Linked DNA regions of Mus musculus: all the other regions are linked to region 4. A link is a contact called in public ChIA-PET, HiCAR-type, HiChIP or PLAC-seq and promoter capture Hi-C data. All regions are on one chromosome and are shown on one strand. Each heading gives the region's core, a stretch centred on a gene start, on an enhancer-like site or on the middle of the called end of the contact. The rest is flanking DNA. Distances are from core to core; before and after follow the strand shown. Region 1 holds the start of Slc22a4 (solute carrier family 22 (organic cation transporter), member 4). Region 2 has its middle 68 kb from the start of Gm30366. Region 3 has its middle 25 kb from the start of 9530068E07Rik. Region 4 holds the start of Hspa4 (heat shock protein 4). Region 5 has its middle 17 kb from the start of Gm51894. Region 6 has its middle 45 kb from the start of 9530068E07Rik. Region 7 overlaps Gm30366 (a long non-coding RNA gene).

The links. Promoter capture Hi-C pulls out the DNA fragments that hold promoters and counts their contacts. HiChIP or PLAC-seq counts read pairs in DNA pulled down with a chosen protein or histone mark. ChIA-PET counts read pairs in DNA pulled down with a chosen protein or histone mark. HiCAR-type assays count read pairs that join an accessible place to other places.
Region 1: a promoter capture Hi-C map of erythroid cells shows a contact between it and region 4, with 4 times the contacts expected there. The contact joins the promoter of Slc22a4 here to the promoter of Hspa4 in region 4. A contact is called at or near these places in 1 of 39 promoter capture datasets (erythroid cells) and 1 of 115 datasets of contacts at active chromatin or transcription factors (pancreatic cancer cells).
Region 2: an H3K27ac HiChIP or PLAC-seq map of embryonic stem cells shows a contact between it and region 4, with 3 times the contacts expected there. The contact joins the enhancer-like site here to the promoter of Hspa4 in region 4. A contact is called at or near these places in 3 of 39 promoter capture datasets (the 3T3-L1 cell line, embryonic stem cells and hippocampal neurons) and 6 of 115 datasets of contacts at active chromatin or transcription factors (the NIH/3T3 cell line, astrocytes, embryonic forebrain and 3 more).
Region 3: a HiCAR-type map of kidney shows a contact between it and region 4, with 11 times the contacts expected there. The contact joins the enhancer-like site here to the promoter of Hspa4 in region 4. A contact is called at or near these places in 3 of 39 promoter capture datasets (the 3T3-L1 cell line and liver), 1 of 15 datasets of contacts at CTCF or cohesin (the NIH/3T3 cell line), 1 of 484 Hi-C or Micro-C datasets (the N1E-115 cell line), 20 of 115 datasets of contacts at active chromatin or transcription factors (the 230-238 cell line, DN3 thymocytes, the NIH/3T3 cell line and 17 more) and 1 of 9 other capture datasets (embryonic stem cells).
Region 5: a contact with region 4 is called in an RNA polymerase II ChIA-PET map of effector CD8 T cells, with 25 read pairs. The contact joins the enhancer-like site here to the promoter of Hspa4 in region 4. A contact is called at or near these places in 1 of 39 promoter capture datasets (hippocampal neurons), 1 of 484 Hi-C or Micro-C datasets (embryonic stem cells), 16 of 115 datasets of contacts at active chromatin or transcription factors (bone marrow-derived dendritic cells, bone marrow-derived macrophages, effector CD8 T cells and 10 more) and 2 of 9 other capture datasets (embryonic stem cells and macrophages).
Region 6: a contact with region 4 is called in an H3K4me3 HiChIP or PLAC-seq map of forebrain, with 11 times the contacts expected there. The contact joins the enhancer-like site here to the promoter of Hspa4 in region 4. A contact is called at or near these places in 1 of 39 promoter capture datasets (the 3T3-L1 cell line), 1 of 15 datasets of contacts at CTCF or cohesin (the NIH/3T3 cell line), 1 of 484 Hi-C or Micro-C datasets (uterus), 15 of 115 datasets of contacts at active chromatin or transcription factors (bone marrow-derived macrophages, craniofacial prominence, differentiating embryonic stem cells and 12 more) and 1 of 9 other capture datasets (embryonic stem cells).
Region 7: a contact with region 4 is called in a CTCF HiChIP or PLAC-seq map of the NIH/3T3 cell line, with 6 read pairs. The contact joins the enhancer-like site here to the promoter of Hspa4 in region 4. A contact is called at or near these places in 2 of 39 promoter capture datasets (the 3T3-L1 cell line and hippocampal neurons), 1 of 15 datasets of contacts at CTCF or cohesin (the NIH/3T3 cell line) and 2 of 115 datasets of contacts at active chromatin or transcription factors (cardiomyocytes and embryonic stem cells).

What each region holds. Positions count from the first base shown.
Region 1 is chr11:54,026,237-54,029,611 of GRCm38.p6, forward strand. It overlaps Slc22a4 (solute carrier family 22 (organic cation transporter), member 4), which reads right to left and starts at 1,868. Exons shown (of 10, transcript NM_019687.4): 1 at 1,348-1,868. The coding sequence starts at 1,740.
Region 2 is chr11:52,510,415-52,513,557 of GRCm38.p6, forward strand. No RefSeq gene overlaps it. Among named protein-coding and RNA genes, the nearest start is that of Gm30366, 68 kb to the right of the region's middle. Within about 2 kb of position 1,752, at least 4 of the 459 cell types and tissues checked have an H3K27ac peak or open chromatin away from gene starts, as enhancers often do. A contact at or near this core is called in embryonic stem cells, where this site is marked.
Region 3 is chr11:52,419,664-52,422,813 of GRCm38.p6, forward strand. No RefSeq gene overlaps it. Among named protein-coding and RNA genes, the nearest start is that of 9530068E07Rik, 25 kb to the left of the region's middle. Within about 2 kb of position 1,553, at least 3 of the 459 cell types and tissues checked have an H3K27ac peak or open chromatin away from gene starts, as enhancers often do. A contact at or near this core is called in kidney, where this site is marked.
Region 4 is chr11:53,298,723-53,302,038 of GRCm38.p6, forward strand. It overlaps Hspa4 (heat shock protein 4), which reads right to left and starts at 1,757. Exons shown (of 19, transcript NM_008300.3): 1 at 1,338-1,757. The coding sequence starts at 1,444.
Region 5 is chr11:52,339,608-52,343,226 of GRCm38.p6, forward strand. No RefSeq gene overlaps it. Among named protein-coding and RNA genes, the nearest start is that of Gm51894, 17 kb to the right of the region's middle. Within about 2 kb of position 1,709, at least 73 of the 459 cell types and tissues checked have an H3K27ac peak or open chromatin away from gene starts, as enhancers often do. A contact at or near this core is called in effector CD8 T cells, embryonic stem cells, epiblast stem cells and 1 more, where this site is marked.
Region 6 is chr11:52,439,521-52,442,639 of GRCm38.p6, forward strand. No RefSeq gene overlaps it. Among named protein-coding and RNA genes, the nearest start is that of 9530068E07Rik, 45 kb to the left of the region's middle. Within about 2 kb of position 1,766, at least 1 of the 459 cell types and tissues checked has an H3K27ac peak or open chromatin away from gene starts, as enhancers often do.
Region 7 is chr11:52,654,872-52,658,485 of GRCm38.p6, forward strand. The region is part of intron 2 of Gm30366 (a long non-coding RNA gene); the gene reads left to right. Among named protein-coding and RNA genes, the nearest start is that of Gm39823, 49 kb to the right of the region's middle. Within about 2 kb of position 1,435, at least 33 of the 459 cell types and tissues checked have an H3K27ac peak or open chromatin away from gene starts, as enhancers often do. A contact at or near this core is called in the NIH/3T3 cell line, where this site is marked.

The DNA of each region.
Region 1 (3,375 bases), core at 618-3,117, 730 kb after region 4:
AGAAAATAAAAACATACACCCTAGGTTTGCTATTTCCACAGTTCTCAAAATACAGTCAACATTTCAGAATACCCAGAAGCTGGCTGGTCCTAGAGGCAGTTCTGGTCTCTTACCCTTCCCTGAATGCCACCTACGGTATCAACAGGGCTCTTATTCCCAGAACCAGTCACATTCTTGGCTAGATAGGACTGTCTCTTAGCTCCAGATTTGCTTCACACTCCTTCCCGCAGTCTATCCAGATCTAGTTATTCCACAAAGAGAAAGGAGTTTATTTACCCAAAGTCACACATAAAACAAGCTATGATTTGAATTTTTGGCTCCTGAAGGCCAACAGCTAAGTAGGGCTGACATCAGCTCTCCTAACAACACAGCTGGCATGCCCACAGGCATCAGAGCTCTGCAGGTGGGACCCACACCCTAGCTGTCTACACCCTGGGGCCAGACACATTTTCTGTTGACTGCTCTGTAGTGCTGAGGGAAAGAGATAAGAAATTGAGGCTGTTGTTCCCAGAGATCTCATTGGGAGGAACCTAGTTGGTTTTTTGTTTAACCAGCCTAGGGAAAAAAAAAGACAGACCAGAAGCAGCAATGGTGGGAAGGCAGATTTTCTACCAGCTTGACCAACAGCAGGTAATCAGTTCTGGGTGATGCTCTTGCCAGAAACAGTGCTTGTCTTATCTGTTATGACCTGGTCCTCAGCAAATACGCAGCAGGAAACTAAGAGGGAGTAGTAGGTCCACATTCAGACTCTGGTGACTTGGGGAACCTATTCCCTGATCACTTAGAGGTAAGGCAGTGGGCTCAGCTGGAGCCTTGATCACCAGCTTACACTTCCCTCAGAAGTACGGGTCTTTCCTTGAGTGTCCAAAGGCCAGGTTCTAGTTTTGACTCCTTACATCCAACCAGTGTCAAGGAAGGGGCTGCTGCCTCTTTTTCGAGAAAGTGGGGGCCTCGACATAGAGGCCCTTCTGTCTCAAGACCCTTCCTTGTGTCCATCAACAGACCACTGTAGCCATTCTCTGTAGCAAGGAAATAGCTATGACTATAAATCAAGACAGTCTGGTTTGGCCTGCCCAGGGAAGCACCAGGGCTCTTGGGAAACTCTGTTGTGAAACTCAGAAAGGAAAAGGCAGTTGATGACAACACTCTCTTTTTTTCATCCCCTCCATGCCACACAGAAATTCATCAGCTCTGAGTGTGCGCTGAGAATACACTCACAACCCCACTCTGTGCCTGGAAGTTTTGAGACAGTAGGTGACACTGACCCAGGCACTGTCAGGGGCTGTTGGGGGCACGGATGCAACGGAGTCTCCATTCCCAATGTCCAGCTCCAGCACTACCACCTACCTCTGTCACGATGGTGGACAGGAAGATGTCCTTGTCGTACTCCCAGCCATCCAGGCAGCTCTCCTGCTCCAGCTGCTCCAGATCCACGTCCTGTCCTGGCTCCAGCCCCATCGCAGAGAAGTTGGCGATGGTGGCCAGTCGGTAGCGGCGGCAGCTCTGAGGCACCTGTCGTCCGTCCTTCGTCTCCAAGGGGATGCTGTGGTTGCGCCAGGAGCTGCTCAGGTTCACAGTGTCAGGAACCAGGCAACGGTGCTCGGGGGTCCCCGCCAGGAACACGACTGACATACCATTGAAGCCATTGGGGATGATGCTGGCGCTGAGCAGAAAGAAGATGAGGCGCTGGAAGGGCCCCCACTCGCCCAGGAAGGCGATCACCTCGTCGTAGTCCCGCATGTTTCCACCTCTCCTCCTCAGCTTGCGTGAGGGAGGTGGGTGGAGAGAAAGGATTCAGCGATTGCGGCGCGCTGAGGGGATCTTCCTAGGTGGCTGCGTGCAAACACGCCGTGGGTGCTGCAAAACTCCCAGGGGTTGGCGCGGAGCGCCGGGAAGCCGAGTCCTCTGGACCACACCCCCGTGCGGCTAGGCAGCGAAAGGCCACTGCACTCCACCGATCTGGGCGGAGCTCTCGGGCCGGCTCAGCCTCCTGCTCCGTTCCTTGCACCCAGCGGCCTTCCACGCAGGCCTCCCGCCCGGAATCGGCCGGACAACGCGCGTGCAGCTAGGAGCTCCGGCTTTCTCGGCCCCACGTGGGAGGGAGAGCGACAGGGAGGAGCGTCCCGAAAGCCAGGCCTAGCCCGGAGCAGGAGTTCGTTGCTCCACAATCCCAGCCTGGATTATGAGCAGGCGGACCGGTCAGTTAATCAAGTCTGCGCTCCCAAGAGACCTGTGTGGGGGACAGGAGCGCCACCTCTTCACACACACCAGCGTGGGAACTCACTTATGAACCTTAGCATGGCCGTAGTCCATCACGGGACGGCGGCGGCCCGAGAAGCGTCCTTGGAAAAGCAGGATCCTCACCTTGCAAAGAGGCGACTGTGGACCTGGAGCCAGAAAAGGATGTGCGAGGTCATGCTGAGTCAGAGGCGCGCCCTGGATTAGAAGGGCTGGATCACGGGCCCCTGAGTCGTTCTAGTGTCCTTTCGAAAGATTCCCTGTGGCCTTTATAGAGACACCAGAGGGAAGTCGGCCCACTGAGGGAGCATAGAGGAGTCACCACGCCTGGGCTCGGTGTTTGTCCTTTTGCACTCTCGGGGCACCCGGAGTCCTTTATTGCGGCACGGTGCCAAAGCCTTCTTGGACTGAAAGGCTATTTGCAGAAAGGCCCATTCTAGTCTAGGAACAGAGGGAGGAAGGGACAGAGAGAGGACAAACTGGTGAGATTTGGCCCTCAGAACTGGCAGGGTAACCAAAAGCGGGATTGCCTTTTTTCTCTCTCTGCTCAGTATTCACATCTAAGGTCCTGGGCACAGTGTACAAGCTAGCCCAAGCTAGAGCTGGGCTCCCCTAGCCTGGGATCCACAGGCCTGGAGAGACTGTAAGGCTGAGTAGCCCAACACTTTGCACAAACCGGGTTGTCTCATCAGACTCTGGCAAGGAACTGAAGGAGACTTCTGCTTTTTTCTTTGTTTTTGTTAGTTTCCCCCATGAGTCCTACTGTTAGGCTGACTTCCCACCAGTAACTTACATTTCTTTTCCTGTCATTTAAGCCGCATCTCCTAGTATGCCAGGACACTAGCTTTTTACTTTTGTTCGTTTGAGACAGGGTCTTCGGATGTAGCCCTGGCTGTCCTGGAACTTGCTATGTAGACCTGGCTGGTCTTGACTCACAGAGCTAGCTCTGCCTGTCTCTGCCTCCCAAGTGCTGGGATTAAAGCTGTGCACTTCTGTGCCTGGATCCGTGCTTATTAATCCAGTGAGAGTACTCGCAGGGTTTCTTTACTTCTGAAATGCTTGAGTGGTGGTGTGTTGTGGTCGGAATCTCACTTAGGTTCTGTTCTTCCACTTCAAATTACTAACAAACATAAACAG
Region 2 (3,143 bases), core at 502-3,001, 790 kb before region 4:
TTACTTGTATATGTGTGCAGGTGTGCACGTATGCAGTATTAGGGTGTGTGCTTGTGGAGGCTAGAGGACAACATCAGCTGTCATCATTTCCTAATCATTGTCCAGGGCTGGCTTGAAGGTCACCAAGTAGGCTAAGCTGGCTGACTTGTGACTCCAGAGTTCCTCCTGTCTCTGCCTCTCCAGCACTGGGATTGCCAATGCGTGTTACCATGTGTGACTTCTTTTTGTTAAATGTGAGTTCTGGAGAAGTGGACTCAGGAGAAAAGCATGTTACCAGCTGGGCCATTACCCCATTACCAAGTTACCCTGTTTATGGTAACTTGTTTTAGCATCCTTGAAACACTAAGATAACCTTATTAGCATCTGATAGGCTGTTAAATCCTCTCTTGTTCCCTACCTTGATCAGCTTAGGAGAAGGTTTGGGTCATAGCTGAATGTCTGTGTCCTGAAAATAACCTGACCAAATATCTTGGTTTGACTGGGTCTTCCAAAAACACCTGAGCTAAAACTGAAATAGCAGATTTATTGGGACAACTGGTCAACCTACTAACATGGTATCTTAGTCATTGTTTTATTGCTATGAAGAGACACCATGACCAAGACAACTTTTATAAAGAAAGCATTTAATTGCGGCTGGTTTACAGTTTCAGAGATTTAGTCCATTATCATTATGGTGGGAAGCATGGTAGCATGCAGGCAGACATGGTGCTGGAGAAGGAGCTGAGAGTTCTACATCCAGATCTGCAGGCAGCAGGAAGAGAGAGACATTGAGTCTGGCTTGGGCTTCTAAAAATCCCCAAAGCCCACCCCCAGTGACACACTTCCTCCAGCAAAGCCACACCTCTTAATCCCTCTTAAGTAGTGCCACTCCCTGGTGATCAAGCATTCAAATACATGAACCTGTGGGGACTATTCTTATTCGACTGCCATGAAAGATTATCAGTGCCAGCTGGTACCTGATTGGCATGACAGTTCTTTCTTTAACTACAGTCTCTTATTTATTGTACGTGGGAGGGTGCTTACCACAGTATGTGAGGGGAAGTCAGAGGACTGCTTATGGGAGTTGATTTGCTCCTCTGCCTTGTAGGTCCTGGGGATTGAACTTAGGTCTTTAGGTATGGTGGCAGGCACCTTTATCTGCTGAATCTTCTCATCAGCCCCAGTTGCAGCTTATGGGTAAGGAGAGGGTGTGGCTGGGCTAGCTGCAGATGGCATATTCAAGCATCTTGTGCAAGGTTTGCATAGAGCCTGATAGGAGACGACCGAGAATGTGAAATCTCTGGGTATCAGGGAGGAGGCCTATATGGCTATTCTGTAGAGGTCCTGGAGGTTACTGTTTTGGAATTCCTGGAGGGTTCCCTGGAGGTCTGTTCTTGGGAGGTGAGGGGGTGGGGTGGGGTGGCCCAGGCACTTCTAGACCGAGGCACTCTGCCTCCAGGAAGCAGCTGGTACCTGCTGTGCTCAGGAGCTTCTGTTCTGGGACCAATACCTAGCAAGCCTCAGTTCCACACCCTCAGCCTCCTCTATTTGAATACTCTGAATGGAGCTGATTGCCTAAATTAAAGGTATTATGCTATAATGATTGTTATAATTAAAACTATTATCATCTGAAAGAGACCAGAACAGGAGAAAACCACTGCAAAGACTTTTAAAGCTTTTAAGGTGTGTTTTTTGAACCAGATAAAAGCGGCTTTGTGTGGAGTGGTTTAAAGAGAGGGAGAAAAGGTGAGTGGCCACCTGTGGCCTCTGAAATGTGGTGGCACCGCGGGAAGCTTGGTTCCCAGCTAGGTGGGTGGCAGCCTCAGGGGATCTGCCCACAGGGGGAGGGGCACTGCCACTTGGCCTAGAGCCAAGGTGGGGACTGTGAGCAACATAGGCATGCTAGCAGAGGTTTTGAGGGAACTGGGGCCCGCCTGGGATCAGACTGGACAGTGTTCTGAAAGGCACAGCCTGTGAAATGATTGACTTGTCTTCTGCCATAGGTCCCTTAGTTCTGCCTCCCTCAGGAAGGGAGGCAGCATACAGGCCTGGGGATGTGAGGCTACAGAGCCTTCATGTGACAGTGGGAGGGGGCAGAGGCTCTAGGGGTCAGCTCAGGAAGGGTCAGGGTGGGGGCAGGATTCAGACTCACAGCAGTGTCTGGACTTGGCATTTGGGTTACCCAAGGCTCAGGACTTGATAGGATGTGGAGATGAGGCCAGGACAGTGTCCAGCAGCATTTTTTTATTTTTATTTTTATTTTTATTTTTATTTTTAGCTTTAACTCTGTCTTACCAGCAAGTGAGAAAAGAAAAACTTTACAGGGGCATGGATGAGGCTAGAACTCCCAACTTAGAGGGTGTTATGGCCTTACTTAGGAGCTCTTCCTTAAGAGCCAGGCTGACTTTCCCACATGTATACATGTGGGAATGAGTGTGTGTATATGTGCGTGTGTGTGGGTGTGTGCGCGTGTATGTGTGTATGTGTGTGCATGTGTGTGTGCGTGCATGCGTGCCTGTGTGCGTGTGTGTGTGTGTGTGTGTGTGTGTGTGTGTGTATGTATGTATGTGTGATAATACTCTGCAGGATCCCAAGATGGACACGCCTGGTATAAGGTCACACAGCCAGGCTTAGAGCCTGGTCAGGCTGTTCCTGATCCTACATTCTTGATTTCTGTGCTGTACTGTGAAGCAGCAGAAGGTGATGTCCATCCATGTGCCTCTTTGGTGTAAGATATATTTTGAGCTAAAGGTAACTGAGAAGAGCCATGGGGAGATGGGACAATCGGTAAAGTGCTTGTCATGCAAGCACAAAGACCCAAGTTTGATCCCCCAGAAGCCATATAATAAAAGCTTATTTCAGTCTTTTTCTCAAGGGTTTAAAGAACTCATGGAATAACTTTGGTCAGAGCTAGAACATTTTAAGAGTCTGGTAGGCTGGCAGTGAAGACTTTGCCTCTGAGTTGCCTGCAGCTGTCATCTCAATTTAACTCATCAGCTATAGATGCATAGACTTCTACCCTAGCCCATAATAGCCAGCATAGAATTTTGCTCTTTCCTAAACCTGAGACCTTTGTTCTCTTCATGACATACACCTTCATTTTGCCAAATCCGTGTCTCCTGATCTGCAACTCCTAAGGCCTCAAATGAAGCTCTTTCATAATT
Region 3 (3,150 bases), core at 303-2,802, 880 kb before region 4:
GCATTGCACATGAGCCACCTGGCTTGGGCCCTGGGAACCACACTCGGATCTTCTGCCGGAGCAGTACATGCCTCTAACCACTGAGCCATCTAGACCCCAGTGGGTAGGTTTCTAAGAAGTAGAAAGGGGTAGCTCTCTTTTTTTTTTGTGTCCTGAGCCCACTCACACTGGGACAGGAAATGGCATCGGGCCTGTGGTTCTTGTGCCTTTCTTTTCTCTGAAATTTCAGTTTCTGTTGAAGGGGGCAGGGGTCTCTGAGCAGTCCTTTGCCTCAGGCTCCAGGAAACTGCTAGGTTTGCAGAAACACGTGCTTGGCTTCTTCACTGTACCTTGTACGTACACCCCTGCCTTTCTTCCCTGGTCATGGTCTTTGAGCCCTTTGACTCTGGTATAAAAAAGGAAAAGCAGGCAGAGCTGTCATCTCAGAGTTGTTTTGGCCACAGCGGTGGATAAACCGTCAGTGTGGAACACACCTTGGTCATCCCTTGCCCGGCTGCCCATCCTTGCTCTCCGTGTCTCCTGCTGTGTCACCCAGCCCTCTCCATCACTAGGGGCAGGATGGTGTTAATATACACAGTGCCGTCCATGGGTGGGCTTAGATTTATCAGAAAACAGCTATTTATTTCTAGGGAGAAAGTATCTGTAAAAGGATAACCAGGATTATTGAAGATGACAGGGGCTCATGCATTAAAATTAAAGAAAAAAATCAGGTCTGGAGATTTCATCCCCAAAGCCTCTAAGTACAAATATCTGGACCTGGTGGAGTGTTGTGATTTCAGGATAGAACGGGTAACTGAACAGAGAGACCAGCATTGGCTCTACGAAGACAGAGAAAACTTTACCCAGAGTTCCAAGAGGCCGTGACCCGGGTGACGGCTGTAAGGCAAACTTCTCTCAGCACAGTGGGCATGGGTGCTGGCTTTGGAGAAGAACAGTGTTTTATTCATTGGCTTGGTGCATAAATCAAGGGAGCTGTTTGATATTGCCCACTAAAGCTCACCGGAAGGAAAAGAATCTGAGACTTCAGAGGGGGTGGGGAGAGATGGGGCAAGGCTTGAGATTTTTCAGACGCTTCCCCAGAAAAGGGAGAAGGGGGAAGGGGCTGGGGGCAGTTCCTAAATGTCTTGGGCTGGGGGAAGGTGTCAGCCAGTACTGGCCATGTGTACCTGACGTGTTTTTACAGCCTAGAGGTGACACTCGTAGTTAATGATTGTGCCCTAGTGGGCCTCTTTCCTGACTTGTCCTCTTGGCCCGCTTCTCTCTTTTGACGCAGCGAGAGGCACTTTTGATGTAATTGGGCCTTGAAACACCACTGTAATCACTTTGTGAGCTCCTTCAGCTTATTTTTAATTACAAGGTCTATTGCATTGTTAAATTATTAACTCTTGTCAATTACTTCTCGTGGTGTTTTCTTATCTCGATGGAGCCGAAAACAGCGAGGTCTTGGTGGCTCATTTGAGATTCAGCCCCTGTAGCTTAAGGCCAGTCAGGGGAGCTGGTGTCTCAGCGTGGGAGCCTTTGGGACTGCAGAGTCTGTTCTGGGAAATAGGCGGCAGGGCTGGCTAGAGCTAGCCCTGGAAGGGGAGGGGCCCACAGGGTATAGGCAACAGCTTCCCCATCCACCTCTAAGCAGAGACCATGCACATTTTCTTCAAACAAAAGTGGCACGTGTCCTTTTGGCTCCTCTGCCCAGGCTCAGACACTCTTCCCTTCAGGCTCGCCTGATCCTGGCCATTTCCCAAGCCTGGTCCAGGATCTCTTTCTCCTCGCCCTTCTCAGCTCAAACTCCATTGTCCCTTCTCTGATGCTCATGAGCGTTCATGACAAATAACTAAACAACAAACACTGAGCGCCTACTTGTGTAGTTGTCTAATGTCCACAAATACAGGTTCTCCTTGTCGTGTTAAGTTTGTCCAGCAGAGGGCAGTGTGACTACACCACAGAGCACACTTTCTCTATTTTTTTTTTTTTTTAGCATTTCCACCAGATCCTGGAATTGCTACTGGCTTTGACAGGGAACCCAAGTCTACACAGACAGGAGCTCAGAAGGAACCCCCACCTCCATCCTCACTTGCCCCAAACCTGGCATAAGCTTGGGATCCATCAATGTCCCTCAATTTGTCTTGAGTTCAGGCAGTGTTGTCCATGGCTCCACCGAGGGTGAAGGACAACTGTGGACTTGAACGTTGGTTTGGCCTCAGCTGATGATGTTGACCGACTTCATCAAGGGGACTTGGGGACTGCTTCCTTAGTGTGGTGGTTTGAATATGCTTGGCACATAGGGAGTGGTACTGTTAGGTGGTGTGACCTTTTTGGAGGAAGTGTGTCACTGTAAGGGTGGGCTTTGAGAGCCTCCTCCTAGCTGCCTGGGACACGGTCTTCTTCTGGTTGCCTTTAGAATAAGATGTAGAATCTCCAGCTCCTACAGTGCCATGCTTGTCATGTTTCCTGCCTTGATGATAACGGACTGAACCTCTGAACCAGTAAGTCAACCCCAATTAAATGTTGTCCTTTATAAGAGTTGCTTTGGTCATGGTGACTCTTCACAGCAATGCAGACCCTAAGTAAGACACTTAGAGATACACAGGGAGCCAGCAACCTGGCCAGAATCAAAGACTGAGAATGTGCCTAACCCCATGTGACCTTGGCACTGTGGCTTAGGGACAGGCATTTTGGGTGGCTGGGTCAGCGGGCAAGTCTAGGATGGCTAGGGTTGGTGAGGCTTGAAGCCCATGGGACAGTTCTGCCCTTTCCTAGAGCTGGGGATCCACAGTGCCCAGGTGCCATTTTAGAGATGAAGGGAATGAGTGTTGTTGGAATGTGGTGGTACCAGGTTCTGGCCACTCCGACCTGTGGGGAGGAGGCAGGACTCCGTATGACTGCCCTGTTCCCACCGGGTTCCAGGTGTGGGTCTGTGTGACAACATTGGAGCCTGTTCAGACTCTGAAGGCTGATGTATTTTTCCATGGGGAGAGGTTTTTGGTATCTGGGCCTGGGCAAAGATAATCTTGGCAAAGATAGCAGCAGTAGGGGGAGGAAGAGACATTTTTTTTTTCTTTAGCAGTATAGCTGCTGTAAGATGCCTGTGCACATAGAAATAACCCCTCACTCATGTTCTTGTAAATAACACCCATTAAACTTATTGTGTAT
Region 4 (3,316 bases), core at 507-3,006:
GGTGCCAGGCAATAGCTTACTTGGTAGAGTGCTTGTTTTGTATGCATGAAGCCCTGGCTTCAAGCCCCCACTGTACAGCAAACTGGGTGTTGTGCCTGCACACCTGTACACTTGGGAGATGAAGGGAGGAGGATTAAGAGTCATTCCCAGACACAAAGTTATTTCAAAACAGTCTGGGAGACAGGAAACTGGCCTCAGAAGGTTGGTTAAAAACAAGATAAAAACAATGATCTGGGACTGTGAACCCAAAAACAACAGAGCTTCTTCCAAAGTTTACCTAAAGGAATTCAGTAGATTAACATCTTTTTTAAGACAAAGCTTTCTTTTCTGCGTAGCCCTGCCTATCCTGAAATGGTCTCTATGAACCAGGCTGGCCTCGAACTCACTGCAGCCTGCCTCTGCCTCCCTGCGAGAGCTGGGATTAAAGGCCTGTGCCACCAGCGCCAGATAAATAAAATTTTAACGCACCTGTAATACCAGATTCTAGCAGACAGAAGCAGAATGAAAATTTTAGGTCATCCTGGGCTAAATGTGGGGGAAAAAATCCTACATATATCTAAAAAGTAGACTCCCTTTTACTCCAGCAAGCTCTGAGTGAGTCTTTTTTTTTTTTTTTTTTTTTTTTGCAGATTTGTCTATACTGGTCCCATAACTTCATGTAAGTTCTAGAAGTCAAACAGAGCCCTTGAGTCATGCATTAACAATTGTGGCAACCTTCCGGCTGGAATTCATTAGCATGAAAAACTAACGCTGTTAAGGAATAGGTGAGCAGCCTGGGTAAGGAATGACCCAACCTAACTCAATATCCAAAAACGAATGAAGGGAGTTAAAACGCTATCAAGAAAAGCATGGACTTTATTCAGGGCCTGCCGTGGGTACTCAGACTCCACATCTTCCGGGCGCCACCCCGCCCCCACTCACGTGGGACTCAGAGCGCTTCCCAGTCCCGAGGCCACAATCTTGCAAGTTAACTTTTATTAAATGCTCGCCGTGGGCCGAGTTTGAACCTCTATTGGATTCGACGAGCTCAGCAAGCCCTGGACCTCGTTTCAGACCGAACCACCCAAACCCTCCCCCCCCCCAAAAAAGGAGGTGAGAGCGGTCGGTCCATCCCACGGTCTCAGGCCCGCCTTCTCTTTCAGTTCCTGCTCCTGCCCTCCGCCGATCAGAGTACCGGCTCAAAGCCTTCGTTTGGCCCGCGCGAAAGGGCCTCGTGCCTGGCGCAGGCCCAGGATCCGAAGCAGGTGGCAGCCGCGGGCGACCCGGCACTCGGCGGGGGTCTCCTGCGGACCCTCGCCCGGAAAGCGAGGCGACCCCGCCAGCCAAGCCCCACTTACGGCGTGCAGCGGTCGCTATACTCGTTAGCGATCGTCTCGATGCCGCCGGCGCGGGCCACAGCGACATAGCAGCTCTGAAAGCCCAGGTCTATGCCCACCACCGACATGGCGCCGGCTACTGCTCCGGCTCGGGCCCAGGGCCGGCCGCCGACACTGCACACGGAACCCGGCGGGGTTGGCGCGTGGAAGAGGGCGAGCCGCGTGGGCCGGTGGAGCGCCGCGGCTGGGCGGGCGAAGCCGGACGACCGTCCGCTAGGAGGCTTGGGGCTTGGAGAAAGACGGGGGCCTCTACCGCTCGGGCCGCGGCTCCGGCTCCACGGCCGCAGAGGAGGCGCCGGTCGCGGAGGCGGAGAAGATCTCGAAGGCTCTCGTTGCAACAGGAGCAAGGTTGCAGCGCGAGAACTGCGCTGAAACGAAACGTTCTCGCGAGACCCCGGCTCAGACGCTTTTCCTCCCAAGGCTCCTCCCGTCTGACGAAGTCTGGCGTCACGTCCTGGCACAGGAACCGTGAAAGGAAGTGGGGGGACGGAAGCGGTCCGACGCGAAGTGGGCCACTGAGCCTGCGCGGAGAAGCCCCCCACAATCCTCCCTGAGCTGCAGGGCGCCTCCCATCCAGAAGTCAGGCGAGCGGGAGTGAGACAGTTCTTCGGGGAGCTGCATTGAACCCACTTCCGCCGTGCTCGTCACCGCGGAGGGACTTCCGGCAGTGACTTTGCAGGCTCTCTGCAGGGTTTTTTTTTTTTTTTTTAAGGCCCCACAGTGAACTCGAGTTAATCCTGCTAAGGGCGCTAAGGGTTTCAGCTCGGCTCTACGTAAAACTCAGTATTAAAACCAAGCGCTAACTAAAAGAATCCGAAGCCACGCTTCCACCTACTTTTAACCACTCACTTCCCGTGATCAGACGAGGGACCTTTCAGTCCTAGGTGTTTTCCCTGAGCTGGACACAAGGGTCCAAATCACATGCTCCGTGGAGTGGGAGGTCTAAGACCAGTGTCACGTTTATGTGAATGCTAACACATTATTATATAGAGTAGGTGGGGAGGGGACAGAATGTCCTGCAGGACAGTCCTCAAGGATGACCTTGAAATTCGGAAGCTCTTTTCTCCTTAGTGCTGGGACCCACTTACAGCCATGCCCCCACCCTGCGTTAAACTAAAGAATCTGAAACTATAGTGACCACTACGTTAGCCAGTTGCGGAAAGCTGGAGGGGAACCAGCTTCAACGCGTTTCTGATTATTACCAACCCAGAGTGCAGGAGGAAGATCCTAAGTTTCCCGGTTTCTGGCTGTTTTGTGGCTGAGGATATAGAGTACAGTGCTAGAACACTTGCAGGCTCAGGGCCTTGGACTGGATCCCCAACACCACAAAACTGAAAGGATTTTTAAATTTCACTTATTTGTCACCTCTTGTTCATAGGTGCCTAACGGTGTCCAACACAGTAAACCGTGCGGGAGAGATGGCTCCACAGTTAATACGTGCTGTGAAACCATACAGACTGGGGTTTGAATCCCAATCTCGATCTGTCATCGAGAACCTAGCAGGACAAAGACAAGAGGTTAACTGGAGGGGCTCCCTGACTAGCAGCCTAGTCCAAAAACTAGAGCTCCAGTTTCAGAGAGAGACCCTGCCTCCAAAAACTACATCAGAGAGCAACAGGGGATATCTGTTCTCCCTCAAGCCTCTGTGCAGCACATGGCCGCCCTCACAGAACATGGCCGCCCTCACAGCACTTCTACACGTGGATGCACGCGCGCACACACACTCTGGATTATCACCATCAGGAGAGAGCAAAGAGTTTCTAGTCAAAGGTAATAAGTGAGGGTTAATAGCCTAAAGCCCCCAGCACCTGAGAAACTCCCTTCGGGTACTTAGGAGTAGAAAAGCTCCAGACCAGGGATCAACATGTCAGACTCCTGGCATAGATGCCAACATAGTAAGGACTCCACCAAAATGTATGTGCATGGGAAAGCACAAAGTA
Region 5 (3,619 bases), core at 459-2,958, 960 kb before region 4:
CGGGGGCTTTCCTGTGGGCCCAGCAGCTGGGGACGCAGGCAAGAAATATGGCTCAGGTCTTTCACTGGTGGGGAGCAGACACCCGGATGTTGGCTGCCGTTGGTGGGGGCCGTTGGCGCACACCTGTGCCATGTAAGCTGAGCAAGGGTGGGAAGGAACAGAGTTCCCGTGCAGATGTCCCGCCAGCAAGAGGGGGTGACCTTGAAGCTTAGGTTCCAAAGTGCAACTCAAGTTGATCCTAGAGCAGACCCCCAGGAGGGAAGGGGAGACTGGGTGGGATCCAGAAGAGCGCCTGCCGTGCAGTGCTTTAGAAAGGCACCGTCTGCTCAGCTTTTTCTTTCTTATTTTATCTTACACGTTATTATTGTGTTAGGAAGCACGCCTACTATGGGGACATGTGCGGAGGTCAGAGGACAGCTCTGTGGAGTTGGTTCTCTCCTTCCACTTTTTATGATCTCGGGGACCAAACTTCAGTCACCAGACCTGGGCAGCAATCGCCTTTAGCCGCTGAGCCATCTTGCAGACCCCTGCTTCAGCATTATCATCTCTGAAATGGGCTAATGAAGATACCTCCCTCTGGGGATGCAGGGAGGATTGGATGAGATTGGGAGCCACTGCTTTGCTCAGTTCCTAAGGACTAAAAAATGGTGGCCTTTAACAAAAGCCTACCCATCCCCATCATGAGTGCGCCATCAGAATGAGAATGAGGAGCTGTTGGCAGCGAAAGTCCTCATTCTATAGTCACCTCCCACCAGGCAATTGAATCCTGCTCTGAGTGAGTTAGTTCCTGGCCCTGGTGTGGTCCAAAGCTGAGCTGCTCCTAGTCTGGCTTGTTGTGTGTCCTTGAGTAGTTGCTCTGCCTTTCTGAACCCCGGCGGCCTCATCCACTCTAGCATAACTGCCTGTGAAGAACAAATAAGATGGTGCATCTAAAACTATCAGGCGAGACCAGGAATCAGCCGGGAGCTACAATGGTTCAGGCTTTGGAATATCACTCTATAGGCTGTCTGCCGGCCACCACCCTTCAGACTGCCACTCACAGGTGCCCGTGAAGGCTGCCGAGAGGCAGTCCCCATCAGCCTGTCTCCTACACCCACACACTCTGTGTGGAGACCACAGGCGCCCAAAGGGTATGCTAGTCTCTGCTCTACCGCGTACCCTCTCCTGAAGGCAGGCATTTCAGAGATTCCAGTTTCACCAGGAAGCTCAGATCCAACAGGTCAGTTGGACAGGACCTGACTGCACACCCTGGAGACAGCCCGTGCTAGATGGGCCAAGCCTGTCCCTTGGGGCAGGACATCTAGCCTGGGCCTGTGAACTAAGGGATGGAGATAAATTTGCACTAGGGGCTTGCATCAACTTAATCCATTCCCACCCATGTAAGGAATTCTGGAGCCACTGAATGAGAAGCCTGGCCCTACCTGGGCCTAGTTATCCTCAAAGAAACGCTACCCAGCGTGAGTGGCGGTGGCCATGGCTCCGGCCCCTCAAAGCGGTGAGCAGACAGCCTTGCTGCTGAGTGTCCCCCTCCCCCGCCCTGCCCTGACTCATCCAGAAAGCACGTGGCCACAAGAGACTCTGTCCTTTGCCTTGGGTTTCTGCTCCCCACTCAAACAACCTTGTTTTCAAGTGAAAACCCACAGAGCGCTCTCCCCGGCTCTGATCCTCCAAACAAACAAAGGATGTTGGTCTGTGTTTTGGTTTGTTTTGAAGCTGCAGAAGAGAGAGGGAAATGGGTCACCTCAGGAACTCCAAGGGTGGTGGCTGAGGGGTGTGTGGTGGCCTTGGGGGGGGGGGTGGTGCCTAGCTCCAGAGCACTGTTTGGCAAGGTCACCCTGGGTGGGCCCTAATCCTCAGGGAATGACCCCCCCAGGATGCTCTGACCTGGGTGGGGGTCCTTATGGGGCTCCAGGATAGGACCACATGGGGAAGGCAGCCGGCTGGGGTCCTAGGCAAGACTCAGAGATCCTTTGCCAGGTGATCAAGCAAAGCTTGTCTTTCTCTGAAATTCAGTTTCCAGGCTACCAGGCTCAGCCCTGACCCCAGCTGCGGGAACCTGGGGCCACTGGGGACACACTGTCAGGCCTGAGGCCGGCTTCCTGCTTCTTTCCGATACTCTGCAGAGGCCCCCACAGTACCTAGGACCCAGGTTTTATGGCTGTGCCCTTTTGGGGTCTGTGGCTGTTCCTCCAAAGTGCTTTAACCTCTTCCCTTCTTGCCCATGTGGCAATCCGGATGGCAGCCAGCCCCTGAGGGATTTGTTTTTTGAGGCGAGGTCTCAAGGAACCAGGATTAGCCTGAATCTCACTGTGTAGCCAAAGATGAACTATACAGTCTGATCGTTCCGTTCCCACCTCCCAAGTGCTGGCAACACTGGCGTGGACCACCACACCCTGGTAAACAGCACTGGGGTTTGAACCCAGAGCTTTGTGCGTGTTAGGCAAACACTCTACCAACAGCTGCATCTCCAGCCATTTGTTAGTTTTACCATAGGTCTTACACGTAGCCCAGGGTGGCCTTGAACTCATGGGGATCCTCCTGCCTCAGCCTCCCCAGTATTAGTGTTAGGCATAAGTCTGCCCAATGGTTCATGCTCAGCTCAAGTCAGTGTTTTGGCGTGTGTGTGTGTGTGTGTGTGTGTGTGTGTGTGTGTGTGTGTGTCCTTAATTCTTATTGTGAAAGAGACATAGCTCGTTTGGGCAAGATACACAGCCTTGTTTTGCACATTATATAGAGAGGCTCCCAGGCCTCCCTGCTGAGTCCTTGGCCAGTTAAAGTAAAGCAGGCAGAAGCCTCCTGAGGACCCATTTCTCACTTTGGAGATGTCATAGTGAACTCTGGGTGCTGCCGTCAGAGAAGACATCTCATTGATGAGCAAAAGATAATATGGAGAGCCCAACCTGGGCCTTTTTGGGGGTTCCCCTGGCACTGGAAGGGCTGTGATGACACCATTTGCTTTCCCCCTGGCTGTCGTAGGTGTGTGGGCAGGTGCTTTGGGAGGAGGGGGCTCTGCAGCACATCCGCCCACCCCACTGATTCCACAGGAGCAGAATTGAAAACACCCCTGAGTGGACATCTTGGTAAAGCCACGAGTGAACAGCGAGTGGGGGCGTACACCTGTAATCCCAACACTTGGGAGGTAGAGGCAGAGGCAGGTGCTTCTCTGTGAGTTGGAGGCCAGCCTGGTCTACAGAGTGAGTCCCAGGACAGCTAGGACTACCCAGAGAAACACTGTTTCAAAAAACAAAAACAAAAACAAAAACAAAAGCAAAAAGTCACAAGTGGAGCCAACCAGGTGTCTATGGTGCACAGCTGTAATCCCAAAACTTGGGAGATAGAGGCAGTCGGATCAGGAATTCAAAATCAGGAGGTCAGCGTGCAATACACGAGACACTAACTCATAAAAAGCCAAATAGGATGACGGGATGTCAGCAAGAAAAGGGGCTTGTCCCACAAGCCTGGTGACCCGTGTTCCATCCCCCCAAACCATGCAAAGGTGGGAGGGGAAAATTGACTTTAGAAATTCCTCCGTCTTCCGCAGGAGTTCTCCATGCCCCCTCCTCCTCCCCTCCCTCTCCCTCTCCTCCCCTCCCCCCCCCATAGTAGTTATAAAATTCTT
Region 6 (3,119 bases), core at 516-3,015, 860 kb before region 4:
AGGGCTACAATGGCTCTGACGAAACATCATGATCAAAGCAACTTGGGGAGGGAAGAGTTTATTTCATATCACAGTTCATCGTCAAAGGAAGTCAAGATGAGAACTCAAGCAGGTTAGGAACCTGGAAGCAGGAGCTGATGTTCATGGAGGGGTGCTGCTTACTGGCTTGCTCCCCATGGCTTGCTTGGCTTGCTTTCTTATAGAACCCAGGACCACCAGTGCAGGGATGGCCCCACCCACAATGGGCTGGGCCCTACCCCATTACTAATGCCTCATAGCTGGATCTTATGGATCTTTCCAGTTGAGGTTCCCTCCTGTCAGATAACTCTAGCTGGTGTCAAGTTGACACACACCTACCCAGCAGCTGGTTTTCCTAATATTTATTTATTTATTTATTTATTTATAACTTTGTATGGATTCTTTGTGGATTTCACATCATGCACCCTAATCCCACTCAACCCCCTGCCCCTTCATATCTGCCCTCCACCCTTGTAACCTCCCCAATGGGCAGAGTCTTAGAAAAGGGGATGGAAGGGTTAGAGGGGTTAGACAAACAAATGTCTGATCAGGAGTAAGCAGGGTGATAGGAGAGAGAGAGACAGACAGACAGACAGAGAGAGAGACAGAGAGAGATGATGACTTTCAGGAGTCTGTTCTTTTCTTCCACCTTGTGGGTCACTCAGGTCATAAGGTTTGGTGACAAAAATTTTACCTGTATTGTCATCTCCCTAGTCCATATCCTGACTCTTAATCTCTTTCTTTATTTACATTTTTTTTGCGATAGTGTTTCCTGTATCCCAGGTTGACCTTAAACTCACTCTGTAACCAAAGATATCCTCAAACTACCAATCGTCCTGTCTCCACACCCCAAGTGCTGGGATTCCAGGTGTATCTTACCTCACTTGGCTTATACGCTTGCTTTTAAAGGACATTTTTTTTTCTTCAGGCTTTGAAGGTACTTCATTTATTAGTCCTTCAGTTACGCATCCTGTTTAACCACATTATAATTTTCACAGTTATTCATTTGCCTTTCATTTCCTGCAGTGACAGACCTTTCCTCTGACGCATGAAACGTGTTATTGCTGTAAATACAAACAGTAGTCACAAACAGACAGCATGCAGACCCACTCCTGACAGCAATGGCTCCCTCTGTCTGAGGCTGGATGGTCCCAAATCAAAAGCAGGAGCTTAGCTTGTCCCCAAGGAAGAAGGAGGAGGGAGAATAGGTCAGAAGCCCCCAGACGGTGCTGAAAGAGGCAGGAGAGCTGCCCTTGGTGACAGGTGACAATTGGCTTCTGTACCTTATGTTTCTCTTGACCCAGACCCCACAGCCTGAGCACCTGCTTGGCTCAGAGGCTGAGGAAGATGGCTGGCTGGTTCCTTGCCTCAGTGGGACAGTGTGGTCAGGAGGCCGGAGCTGTGGACAGGTGTGGATAATGTCTTCCCTAGGGGACAGGCAGGGATGAGGCAGTCTTGGAAGAGAGGGACAGATGGGCAGTGTCCAGTCCCAAGCCTTTTACCGCTTCCATCCTGGCCAGATAGAGCAGGATGTTGTGCTGGGGCTTCTGAGAGGGGCACCACACTGCAGGCATGTCTCTATCCTGGAGGTAGCCATGTAGATTATGCCTGGGCCCCGAGGAGGCTCCTTCTCTGTCTGGATTTGGCAAGAGATGCCTGCTACTCCTGAGGAAATTTTGCAGAAGTGCTGGAGTGAACTAGCCATGAAATAGGAGTGACAGAGCCTGCCAGCTGGGACCCAGCACCGCAAGGGTGGGGGAGGGGAGGCTGTGAATGCCATCCTTGTCCTGTGTACCCTGGACCCTGCCTGGCTCCAGAATGAATTCTGGGATGCTCACTAGCTCCCACATGCACCACACCCCAGAATGAGCTCTGGTTGTCTGCATCTAAGCTGGATGTTATTCCCAGGCAAAGTCAACTCTGATTCCATTTCAAGCCCTCACCTTGCCCTGGTTTCTGTCTCAGTTCCTAGTCTTACCCTTGTTCTCTCCACATGGCCTGGCCTTGTGGGACTGTAGATCCCGCCTCTCACCCCCAGCTCACAGACAAATTGGATAATCTGAGTTTCAGCCTCTTAAAAATTATCTTTTTGGGATTCTGAGGAATGAACCTATGGCCTCTGGCTTGCTAGGCGAGCCCTTTGCCACTGAGCTGTACCCCCAAACCCCAGTTTTAGATTTCTCTCTCCCTTTCTCTCTCTTCTTTCCCTCCCTCTTTTCTTTCCCTCCCTCCCTTTTTTTAAAAAATTTTTTAAAAGATTTATTTATTTATTATATGTAAGTACACTGTAGCTGTCTTCAGACACTCCAGAAGAGGGAGTCAGATCTTGTTACAGATGGTTGTGAGCCACCATGTGGTTGCTGGGATTTGAACTCCGGACTTTCGGAAGAGCAGTCGGGTGCTCTTACACACTGAGCCATCTCACCAGCCCTCCCTCCCTCTTCCTATCTTCTTTTCTTGCTTTCTTTTTTCTTTTTGGTTTTTTAAGAAAGACTTTCTCTGTGTAGCCCTGGCTGTGCTGGAACTCACTCTGTAGACCAGGATAGCCTTAAACTCACAGAGGTCCACCTGCCTCTGCCTCCTGAGTGCTGGGATTAAAGCTGTGCGCCACCACTGTCTGCCTTATTCATAATTCTTACTGGGTCTGGTTCTTTCTCTTTCTCCCCTTCCTCTCTTCCCCTCCTTTCTCTTTCTCTCTTCTGCCCTCCCCCCATTTTCTCTGTTTTCATTTTCCCTTTCCTTCTCCCTTCCCTTACTTCCCTTCTTGATCTTCATTTTACTATATTTAAGTTGTCACACAAGTGTATGCTGCAGTTAGCATCCCCCAGACCCTTCATATTCCCTCCATGTTCCCAGCCTCTCGTCTCTCACCTCCACCAGCTTCCTGGTTGTAGCATTTCCTCTCCTCGCCTTAGCTGGCATCTATGAGTACAGAAAGGACCTTTCCTTTCCTTCCCTCCTCTCTATTGTCACCGACCTGCACTCTCCACCCCCTCATACATTAGAACCTCTATGATAGTTTTATTCTTTCTGATGTTAAATTTGCTGGGATATGGCCAGCAGCCTCCCCAAAGTTGGTACCCGTGTCCTCGGTCTCCCAG
Region 7 (3,614 bases), core at 185-2,684, 640 kb before region 4:
GCCATTTTCCCCATCGCTGCACAGAGCTAACCAACCTCCACTTTGCATCTAAGTTTTCATCTCTGGATCTCGGGTAAGCTTCTTTTTATTTTCCTGGCAAAGTCAACACAATGAAATCTGCGGTACTTCTAACCATCTTTTAAAATGGTATTTGAAATTTCATATAAAACAGGAAGGACAAAGAATAGCTAAAAAACAATTTAGAAGGAGGGTTTATGCTTCCTGATTGGAGGCTCTGCTCCAGCTGCTGCAAGCAGGACGTGAAGACCCTGGCATCAGCTGAAACAGACATGACCCAAACAGAGCAGAGTGCAGGCGCAGACCCTCACATATGTGGTCAATTGATTTTCAACTACAATGCCAGGGCAATTCGAGGGAGAAAGGATAATCTTTTCAACAAATGGTCCCGGGGCAGCTGGATGCTCATGTGGGGAAAAGAAGAGACCTAATTTTCCCTCATACGCAAAGATTAAACTAGATCACAAACCCTTGTCTGGATCAGATTGGCCTGTGAACATGCCTGGGAATTGTCTCGGTTGATAATTGGTGTAGCAGGGCTCAGTCCACTGCGGGTGGTACCATCCCTAAGCAGGGGGTCCTGGGTTGTATAAGGAATCTAGCTGAGGCTCAGCCTGTAAGAAAGCCAGTGAGCAGCTTTCGTCTGTATTTTCTGCATTAGGTTCCTGTTTAAGGTCCTACCCTGACTTCCCTCAAAGACAGGCTCTGATCTGGAGATATGAACCAAATAAACCCAGTCCTTCCTGAGTTACTTATGGCTTATTTTTATCACAGTGTTGGAAAGTGCATTAGACCAAACCAAATATAGATGTTAAAAGTATAAAGCCTTCAGGGACAATCTAATGTGAGACTGTCATTGTGACTTTAGGATAGGCAAAGATTCTTCATCTGGGAATCTAGAACATCAAAACCATAAATTAAGGACAGGCAAAAACCTCCAGTAAATTGGAGAGATGAATCAGTGCTGGAGAATGTGTGCTACTCTTCCAGAGGTCAGAGTTCTGGTCCCAGCAGCCATGCTGAGTGGCTCACAGGGGCCTGTGACTCTTGCTTCAGACATCCTCTTTTGGCTTCCTTGGGCCCCCTCACTCACACGTACACCTTGACATGCACACAATTAAAGATAAGCCTCAAAACCATCAATATAGTCAACTTCCCTGAAATTAAAAGCATCTGTTCTTTTTAAGGCACCATGGAGGAAATGAACAAATGACAGATTGAGAGAAAATATTTTCAGTGCATTTTTCTGACAAAGATTTTTCTTGTACCCATAATGTGTGTTAAAAAAAAAAAAACCCATGACTCAGGCATACAAATAAATACACAATCAGCAAACTGGGCAGAAGGTTTGAACAGATACTTCACATATTTGAATGGAATATGAATGGACAATGAACATCCAAGAAAACACATAACCTTATTAGTCATCAGGAAATACCACAAAGACCACAGGGAATCAGGCTTCTCATTTACTAGAGCAGCTACAGTTTAAGAAATGCCCACTGTGGAGAGAGTACGGAGTAACAGAAGGGTCATTCCTTCATGGTGGGCATGGACTACAGTGAATATACTGTGATCCAGTTTGGAAACTTTTTATAAAACACTTCAAATAAGATACGCTCGTTTTTCTTTCCTGCTTACTTACCCACATGAAATGCAAACATTGTACATTCTCCAGGCCATACTGTCCCCACCTTCAGGAGTTCTGCTGTGTCTGCTTCCAAAAGATCCCCCTAGTCCGTCCTGTTGGCTGTTGACCTTCCCTTACAGAAGGAAAGGATGGAGAGGGCTGCAGATTACCCACGCCTGAGAATCCAGCTTCCTGTCTCAACCTGGTACATGCAATTTTGTTTTAATTGCATCTGGCCTTGGGATGTTGGGGTCCTGGAGGGAAGCTAGAGGTATAGGCAGAGAAAGAATAGGAGAGGGGGGCCTCTGTCTATAAGGCTATTGTAAAGTCGGCACACCTGTTTGGGAAAGACTTTGCTGTGTGACCTTTGGAGTGGTGAAGACCCACGCTCCTGTGAGAAACCCATCACCTATACTATACTGTCTAACCAAATAAACCACCCCCTCAACTTCCCTCCCCATACCCTAAATAAACTCTACTCCAGACTATACCTGTCATATGGCTGGTACCTCAGGGGGAAGGGATGCCTCAGCATGGGCCTGCAGAGACACCCCCTTCCCCCTACACCATATTGTGTCTCAACCAAATATACCCCTGGTTTCTTTTTCTTTTTATAAAACACAACAGGTATGTATGTCCATACAATGGAATATGGTGGCACACACCTTTAATCCAAGGACTTGGGAGGCAGAGGCAGAGGCAGGGGGCAGGGGGCAGGGGGCAGGAGGAGGCAGGAGGAGGCAGAAGGAGGCAGGAGGAGGCAGGAGGAGGCAGGAAGAGGCAGGAGGAGGCAGGAGGCAGGAGGCAGGAGGCAGGAGGCAGGAGGCAGGAGGCAGGAGGCAGGAGGCAGGAGGCAGGAGGCAGGAGGCAGGAGGCAGGAGGCAGGAGGCAGGAGGCAGGAGGCAGGAGGCAGGAGAGGCAGAGAGATCTCCAAGTTTAAGGTCAGCCCGGTCTACATAGTGAGTTCCAGGCTAACTATAGCTACACAGTAAGAACCTGTCCCAAAAAATAAAAGATAAAACCAAAACCACCCAAACAAACACCAGACTAATTCTTGATGTACAGTGTGATGGATGACATTAAAGAGCTTGCTGATTTGAGAGCCAGAACCCAGATGCTGGGTAGCCCAGAGACTTAAGATCGAACCAAACATGAATAAAATGAGTCCTAATGATATCCTGCTATACTCTTAGATGGGTGCCTAGCCCAATTGTTATTAGAGAGGATTCATCCAGCAACTGATGGAAACAGATATAGTGACCCACAACTAAACATTAGGCAGAACTCAGGGAATCCTATGGAAGAGGAAGAGGAAAGACTGTAGGAGCCAGAGAGGTCAAGGACACACACACACAAAAAACCCAAAACAAAACAAGAAACAAAAACAAAAAAACCTACAGAAACAACTAACCTGGGTTCATAGGGCCTCAAAGGCTGAACCATCAACCAGGGAGCCTACATGGGTGGGTCTAACCTAGACGCTTTGTATAAATGTTACAGTTGTATAGCTTGGTTGTCCTGTGGGACTCCTAACAGTGGGAGTAAGAGCTGTCTCTAGCTCTGTTGCCTGCTTTTTGGACCCTTTCCTCTTCTGGGGTTGCCTCATACAGTCTCAATATGAGGGGAAGTGCCTAGTCTTACTGCAACTTGATATTCCGTATTTGACTGATATCCATGGGAGGCCTGCCATTTTCTGAAAGGAAATTGAGGAGAAGTGGACAGGAGCAGAGGGGAGACTGGCGGGGGGCGGGGGAGGGGGAGTACTGGGAGGTGAGGGAGGAGCAGATGTAAAATAAAAAGCATGAGCCAGGCATAATAATAATAATATTGATGATATGGTTCTACCTACTTGCAATTTTAGGCAAAGACAAATCTGATGTTGGGCCATAGAAAGCAGATGGGCGTTGACCTTGAGTGAGATGAGGCACTAAGGACATTTCCGCTGCAGTTAAACCTTTTTATACTC